Regions from separate parts of the Muntiacus reevesi genome. Here region 2 is linked to region 1. The links are chromatin contacts, called in public Hi-C maps. All regions are on one chromosome and are shown on one strand. Each heading gives the region's core, a stretch centred on a gene start, on an enhancer-like site or on the middle of the called end of the contact. The rest is flanking DNA. Distances are from core to core; before and after follow the strand shown.

Region 1 (3,207 bases), core at 531-3,030:
AGTGGAAGTGCAGCGTCCTAACCACTGAACTGTCAGGGAATTTCCAGCCAAGGCATTTTTAATTAAAATTATTTTATTTTTACTTTTTGGCCATACCATGATAGATGTGGGATCTTAGTTACCCCACCAGGAATTGAGCCCACAGCCCCTCCACTGAAAGTGCAGTCTTAATCACTGTACCACTAGGGAAATCCCCTAAGACATTTAAAACTGTAATTTTTTTTTTTTTTTTTTTGGCTGCACTGGGTCTTAGTTGTGGCATGTGGGATCTAGTTCCCTGACCAGGGATTGAACCTGGGGCCCCCTGCACTGGGAGCGCAGAGTCTTAGCCACTAGACTGCCAGGGAAGTCCCTAAAATGTGATTCCTGATTAAAAAGCGAAAATGGTTGACTAGATTGTCTCCCATTCTTTGGGAGATTAGTTAAAATTATTGATTCATCAAACTTTTTTCCTGCCTTCCTACCATATGTCAGGCTTTGTAGTGGACTTAGGGATAGCAGAGATTGACACCTTTCTTGCCCTTAATGGGGAGCTTCCCTGGTGGCTCAGATGGTAAAGAACCTGCTTGCAGTGCAGGAGATTGGGTCGATCCCTGGGTTGGGGAAGATCCCCTGCAGAAGGAAATGGCCACCCACTCCAGTATTCTTGCCTGAAGAATTCCGTGGCGTGGACAGAGAAGCCTGGCGGGCTACAATCCATGGGGTCGCAAAGAGTGGGACACGACTGATAGACTAACACTTTCACTTGCTTTTGCCCTTGATGAAATGGGAAAGACAACTACACAAACAAATGCAATTCAGAGGCTTAAGGGCTTAGCTGTTTGATGTGCCATGGGGAACCGGGGGAGCTGGAAAGTCAGTAGTCATCCCACCACTTTTTAAAAACGATGATACTGAAGCGACCTGAGCTGACCCTTGAAAATGGTGAGCTATTCACTTGACCCAGAAAACCCCACAAAATCATGCAAATCAAGAGGTTCAAATCTTCGTGTTCACTTTAAGAACACTCGTGAGACTGCCCAGGCCATAAAGGGTATGCATATCCAAAAAACCACCAAGCATCTGAAGGATGTCACTTTAAAGAAGCAATGTGTGCCATTCCGTCGTTACAATGGTGGAGTTGGTAGGTGTGCATAGGCCAAACAGTGGGGCTGGACGCAGGGTCGGTGGCCCAAAAAGAGTGCTGAATTTTTACTACACATGCTCAAAAATGCAGAGAGTAATGCTGAATTTAAGGGCTTAAATGTAGATTCTCTGGTCATTGAGCACATCCAAGTGAACAAAGCCCCCAAGATGCGGCGCAGGACTTACAGAGCTCACGGTGGGATCAACCCCTACATGAGCTCTCCCTGCCACATTGAGATGATCCTTACTGAAAAAGAACAGATTGTTCCTAAACCAGAAGAGGAGGTTCCACAGAAGAAAAAGATATCCCAGAAGAAACTGAAGAAACAAAAACTTATGGCCCGGGAACAAATGCCGCAGAAAATAAATGCAAATAAAAGTAAAAAATAAAATAAAATAAAAACGATGATACTGGAATAGACATAGCCTCAGCACTTTCAGAAGTTCCTTCACATTTTCTCTTAGATCTCGGCAAGGAACGCCACCAGAAAGCCTGAATGGCAGGGCAGGTGGAGGTGTGGCCCTCTTTTTTGTTACTTGGCCCCTCCCTCCGCCCCAAACAGCGCCTACTTTTTTTTTTTCTGGCGGCGCCTACAACTCCCAGAAAGCAACACGGGGATGAGGGCGGAACCTGCTGGCCCAGTCGAGATCAGTGATTGGTGATGCGCGCCAGGCCAATTGGAGGAGTTGTTGTTAGGTGGTCCAGGAGAACCGGTCCGGGAGGGAGGAAGGAGGCACGATGGTGTTGGAAAGCACTATGGTTTGGTGAGGCGCCGCCTCGGGCCCCCTTGGGGAGCGGGACTGGGTCTGGGGCGCCTGTAGCTCGGAGGCCGGGTGGGCCTGGGGTGGGGGAGGGAGCCTGACGGAAGAGATGAGGCCTTGGGCCGGGAGGAAAGGAGCTCCAGCGACTCCCTGAGTCATCCCGGGGCCCCAGAGGTAGTTCCCGACTGACGGGCCCGAGGTACCCCCCTTAACCCTCAGTCCGCGGACAGTCATGGACCGGCCCTGCTATTTTTCTCCTTTAGCGTCGTCTTCTCCAGACCAGCCTACATCTGTCTTTAGCTAGAGTCCTGCTTCTCGGACTCACCATGATAGTCTTCTGCCTTCCTCTCAAAATGATGGGTGTTAGTTAGGAAGAGAGTTTCAAATCGCTTCCTCGCCCCATTCGCTCGTCACTGACTCCTTTGCTTTTCCTGGTGTTACCGTCAAAGGCACTAGAAGAGTACTTTATAAGTGTTTGTGGCAAAAAAGAAAGGAAAAAAAAAAGTGTTTGTGGCGAAGTCGTGTCGGACTCTTGGCGATTCCATGGACTGTAGCCCGCTAGGCACCTCTGTCCCTGGGATTTTCCAGGCAAGAATCCTGGAGTGGTTTGCCATTTCCTTCTCCAGAGGATCTTCCCGACCCTGGGATCGAATGTGGGTTTCCTGTACTGCAGGCAGATTGTTTACCGACTAAGCTACCTTCTAAATGTTAGGCATTTAATTTGCTTCATCTCACTTAAGCCTCACGATACTCCCTGCCTTTTACAGATGAGGATACCGCGTCTCGGCAGTTTTAAATGACTTACACAAAATCACACAGCCGATTAAGTGGTGGAGCCTAGGTTTAAACCCTGGATTATCAGACTCAAAGACGCTTGGGCTCTTACCCAGTGAGCTCTCTGTCTTCATCAGTCTCAGACTTGGCTGAGTAGCTGTTAGGAACTGAGGACCACACTTTTGCAAGGTTTCAAGAGTTTCTTTTAAGTGTGAGCCTAGAATGAAAACAGAATAGTACACAGACACACACAAGTCTCCAATTGCATGGAACAGACACCTGACGGTTTTCTTTTTTCTGGGAAGATACTGTTGCCAGATAACACACAGGATGCCCAGTAAAATTTGAATTTCAGATAAACAATTATTTTTAATACCAAAATGGCTTTGCATGGGACATACTTTCACTAAAAAGTTGCTGTTGTTTGTCTGAAATTCAGATTTAACTGGGAGTCCTGTATTTTCTCTTATTTATTTATTTTTGGCTGTGCCGGGTCTTCATTGCTTTTGCCTGGGCTTTCTGTAGTTGCTGGGAGTGGGGGTACTG
Region 2 (3,207 bases), core at 328-2,827, 190 kb before region 1:
GCAATCAGGTAAATCAGGAATTTAGAGCTAAGGTAAAGCCTCGGAAGTGAAGTTGAGTAATGAGTAAAAGTCAGGGAAATAAGACTAGTCACCCAAATTGATCACCCTTCTGATTAAAATATAATCTATGCTAGCTGCATCTCAATTCCATGTATTTAATTTAGAATCGGAGTAGCAAAATTTGCCCGCAGGCCTTACACTTTTTAAAAAAAATCTCTCTCCTTTTTTCCTTCCTTCCCAAATGTCATTTAGGATGAGCCTCAGAGGCAGAAAGCAGAGCCTGGGACAATTTTTTAAAAGTTTGGAGAAAAACAGGGCTTACTTCTTATCTTTTCTATCCAAATGCCACAAATGGTCTATAATTAAGTGGGGGTTGGGCAATCTGGTGAACCAAAAGAACCCAGAACTGGACTACCAGAGGAAACTGGGTCTCAGAGAAACTGGGTTGAAAGCTAAGTGGGCTAATTCTTCAGAAGAGGGGAAGGAAGTGTAACTGGAAGAGTTCCAGGCTACAGGGTCCACACCTGGTGGAGTGGGCATGGAGTACTTGAGAGCAGAATGCATTCTGAGACTCTCAGGTACTTAAACAAGGAATTCATTCCTTCCCTCTTAACTAAATCCTACACTTTCTGGAATCATCCTCTGGTGGCAGACAGGGGAGGTAAAACAGCCCCTGCCCCTCCCTAGCCAGTAGCAATAAATAGCCAGAAGTTGGAAGAATCTCAGGAATCAGGTCTGTAGCTTCAAGAAGACACTTCCCCCTCCCACCTCTGCTCCCCAGGAACTTTACTCTCCCTTCAAGTGCGTAGGGTTCCATTCCAATCTCCCTCTCCCTCTGACCCAAATCTTCATGCAACTAATGGTTTAGATTTTCCCCTCAGAATAAGTCCGCCACAGTGCCCTGTCTACTTGTTAGCAAGGGAGACGGGGAAGGTGTAATTAAAAGGGGGAAAGGTAGCATCTCTTTTACTTACTCCTGCCTGAGCGCCTCTAGAAATCCAGACTTAGACAGACCCAGGGTGGGAGGATAGGCAGGGTCACCTCCCCAAAGCTAGAGAGGGAAAGGAAAAAAGCTGAAGGAAATGGTTAAGACAGTTTTTACCTTAAAGAAGTGGGGGCTGTTCCAGGACTTAGAAAGAGGGTTCAACTCCGGGACTGCGGTGAGGGAGGTGGGCTCTGACAGGGGCGCCGCCAGTCCCGGCCGCCTCCCAGCTGTCAACGCCAGAGTCTACACAGGTTTACCCAGGTTTACGAGCGGCGGTCCCGGCTGGCTCGTGGCTACTTCCGGGCTCACGCCCACGACCGGGGGGCCCTGGAGAAGGGTGCAGCCAGGCAGGGGTGCAGCCCAGGTGCGCCCAGATCGCTCAGAGCGTCTTCAGGATCTGAGTCGCCGAGTCTAGGGCGCGCGCTCCAGGCCCCGTCTACAAGCGCTGGTTTTCAAAGGAAGTTTGTGGTTTTTCTTTTTTGTTCTTTCTCTCTCTCTCTTTTTTCCCCCATCGGGACAAAGAAAAATCAGTCAAGGACAAGCTTCCCGAAGGAGGAGGAGCCTGCCCGGCACTGGCGGATTTCCATTCGGGCTTTCTGACCTGGTCAGCAGCTTAGTGATCAGCAGTGAGGGAGAGAAACAAGGAGAGAAAAACAACAGACCCTTTCTCTTCTCTCCGCCTGCCGCTGGAAGGGATGGAGCACTTGTGCCTCTCTGGTGAGACTAGGGAAGAGCAAGGGCCCTGGCTGAGCTGGGAGGAGCAGGGCTGGACCGAAGCTTGTTGGATCTCCCTGGGTGCGGCAGTCCTCTGCCCTGCCTCCCAAAAACAGGGCCAAAGAGTCTGATATTTTCATATTTATTCATTTAAAGTGAAAAAAATCCTGATCCTTTCGAAGTCCGTACTGTATCATTTTTTCTTTTTTTTAGTTAAGAAATGAAACCGGTGGGGCTGCACCCTGGTAATGCAAAAGGTGCGGAAGAAGCAGCGAGTGAAGCAAGCAGAAAACTAGCTGAGCAAGCAGGGGATTCCATACCCCTGTGCTCTGGTCCTTGTTACCCCCACAGGCCTCAGCTTCTCATCCATCACTTCCCCTCAATTCCTAGCTTGATGAGGAGGAAAAACTGGTGTGAGGCTGGCTGCAGAAAAAAAAAAAAAAGGGACGGATTCATAAGTGAGGGAACATTTGATGGTGAGAGTACATTTACATGCAGTACGCTGCACTCCTCTGGGGCTGGAAGGTGGCAGTTAAAGGAGGTTGGAACCCAACTCTACATTCTTAAAGGCCTTCCAAGCTCTACTCACAGGGCTACGGCAGGATGAAACTTCAAGCAACTCCGCAGGCTGAAAGGGCAGTTGGGACAACTGGGAGGCAGGGCGTATAGACCCCAGGTTACAACAGACCGGGGAAGAATGAGACGTTTTGCCAAATGGCTACAGAGTTGTAAAAGAAGCAGCAGGAGTTGGCAAGAGACTATAGGTATTAAGTAAAGAAGAGAGGTCAGAGATTATTAAAATTTTTTTATAACAAGGAAGACCACATAATGTGTTAGTTTGGTAAGGAAGAGAATTCAAGAAAGACGAAGAGTTGTTTTTGCCCAGTGGAATTTTAGATGTCAACCAGGTGGTCGATATAATTTATGGAAAGACGCTATACTTAGCCTGACTCAAGAGGGAAAGTTCAGAAGCCACAAAGATAGATTATATGACACATACACATTTGTGAACTCGGATAATTCTCCTTCCCGCAATTCTTGGGGGCCATAGCGGAGCTGCGGGACTACATTTCCCAGGATGCCTCCGCACCACTCCCCACTTCGCGCCTCCCGTGAGTCTCTGGGCACAGAACTTGGCCTCCGCCGCTGGGGGCGGGGTAACGGCGGACTCCCGGGGCGCCCGGTTACGCACTTCCTCCCGGGGTGAATCGCCTTGTGGCGGGTTCGAGTCCCGCCTCCCGACTCGCCGCAAGCCCCTGAGTCCGGGGCGGGGCGCATTCGCCGGTTAACCTCTCCACGGCGAGGGGCGGTGGCACACGTTGGGCTTCACCATGGAGAACTACCTGCAGGGTTGTCGAGCTGCTCTGCAGGTAAGGGATCCCTGTCTGTGATCGTAAGGAATGGACCTTGGGGTCCAGGAAGGACGAAGATGTGGGATGTGGGGAGTACCGAGGGTTTATGTGGAGGGAACGCGGAATTGTGGGGTGGGGGCTTGGAAACCTGAGGAG

The links. A called contact is a pair of places that touch in the nucleus more often than the background predicts.
Region 2: a contact with region 1 is called in a Hi-C map of muscle, with 5 times the contacts expected there. The contact joins the promoter of PRUNE1 here to the promoter of PSMD4 in region 1. A contact is called at or near these places in 2 of 3 Hi-C or Micro-C datasets (blood and muscle).

The regions. Positions count from the first base shown.
Region 1 is chr1:82,111,465-82,114,671 of mMunRee1.1, reverse strand. PSMD4 (proteasome 26S subunit ubiquitin receptor, non-ATPase 4) reads left to right here and starts at 1,780. Exons shown (of 10, transcript XM_065904431.1): 1 at 1,780-1,890. The coding sequence starts at 1,865.
Region 2 is chr1:82,304,845-82,308,051 of mMunRee1.1, reverse strand. PRUNE1 (prune exopolyphosphatase 1) reads left to right here and starts at 1,577. Exons shown (of 8, transcript XM_065904661.1): 1 at 1,577-1,702. MINDY1 (MINDY lysine 48 deubiquitinase 1) reads right to left here and starts at 1,981. Exons shown (of 10, transcript XM_065904640.1): 1 at 1,103-1,981.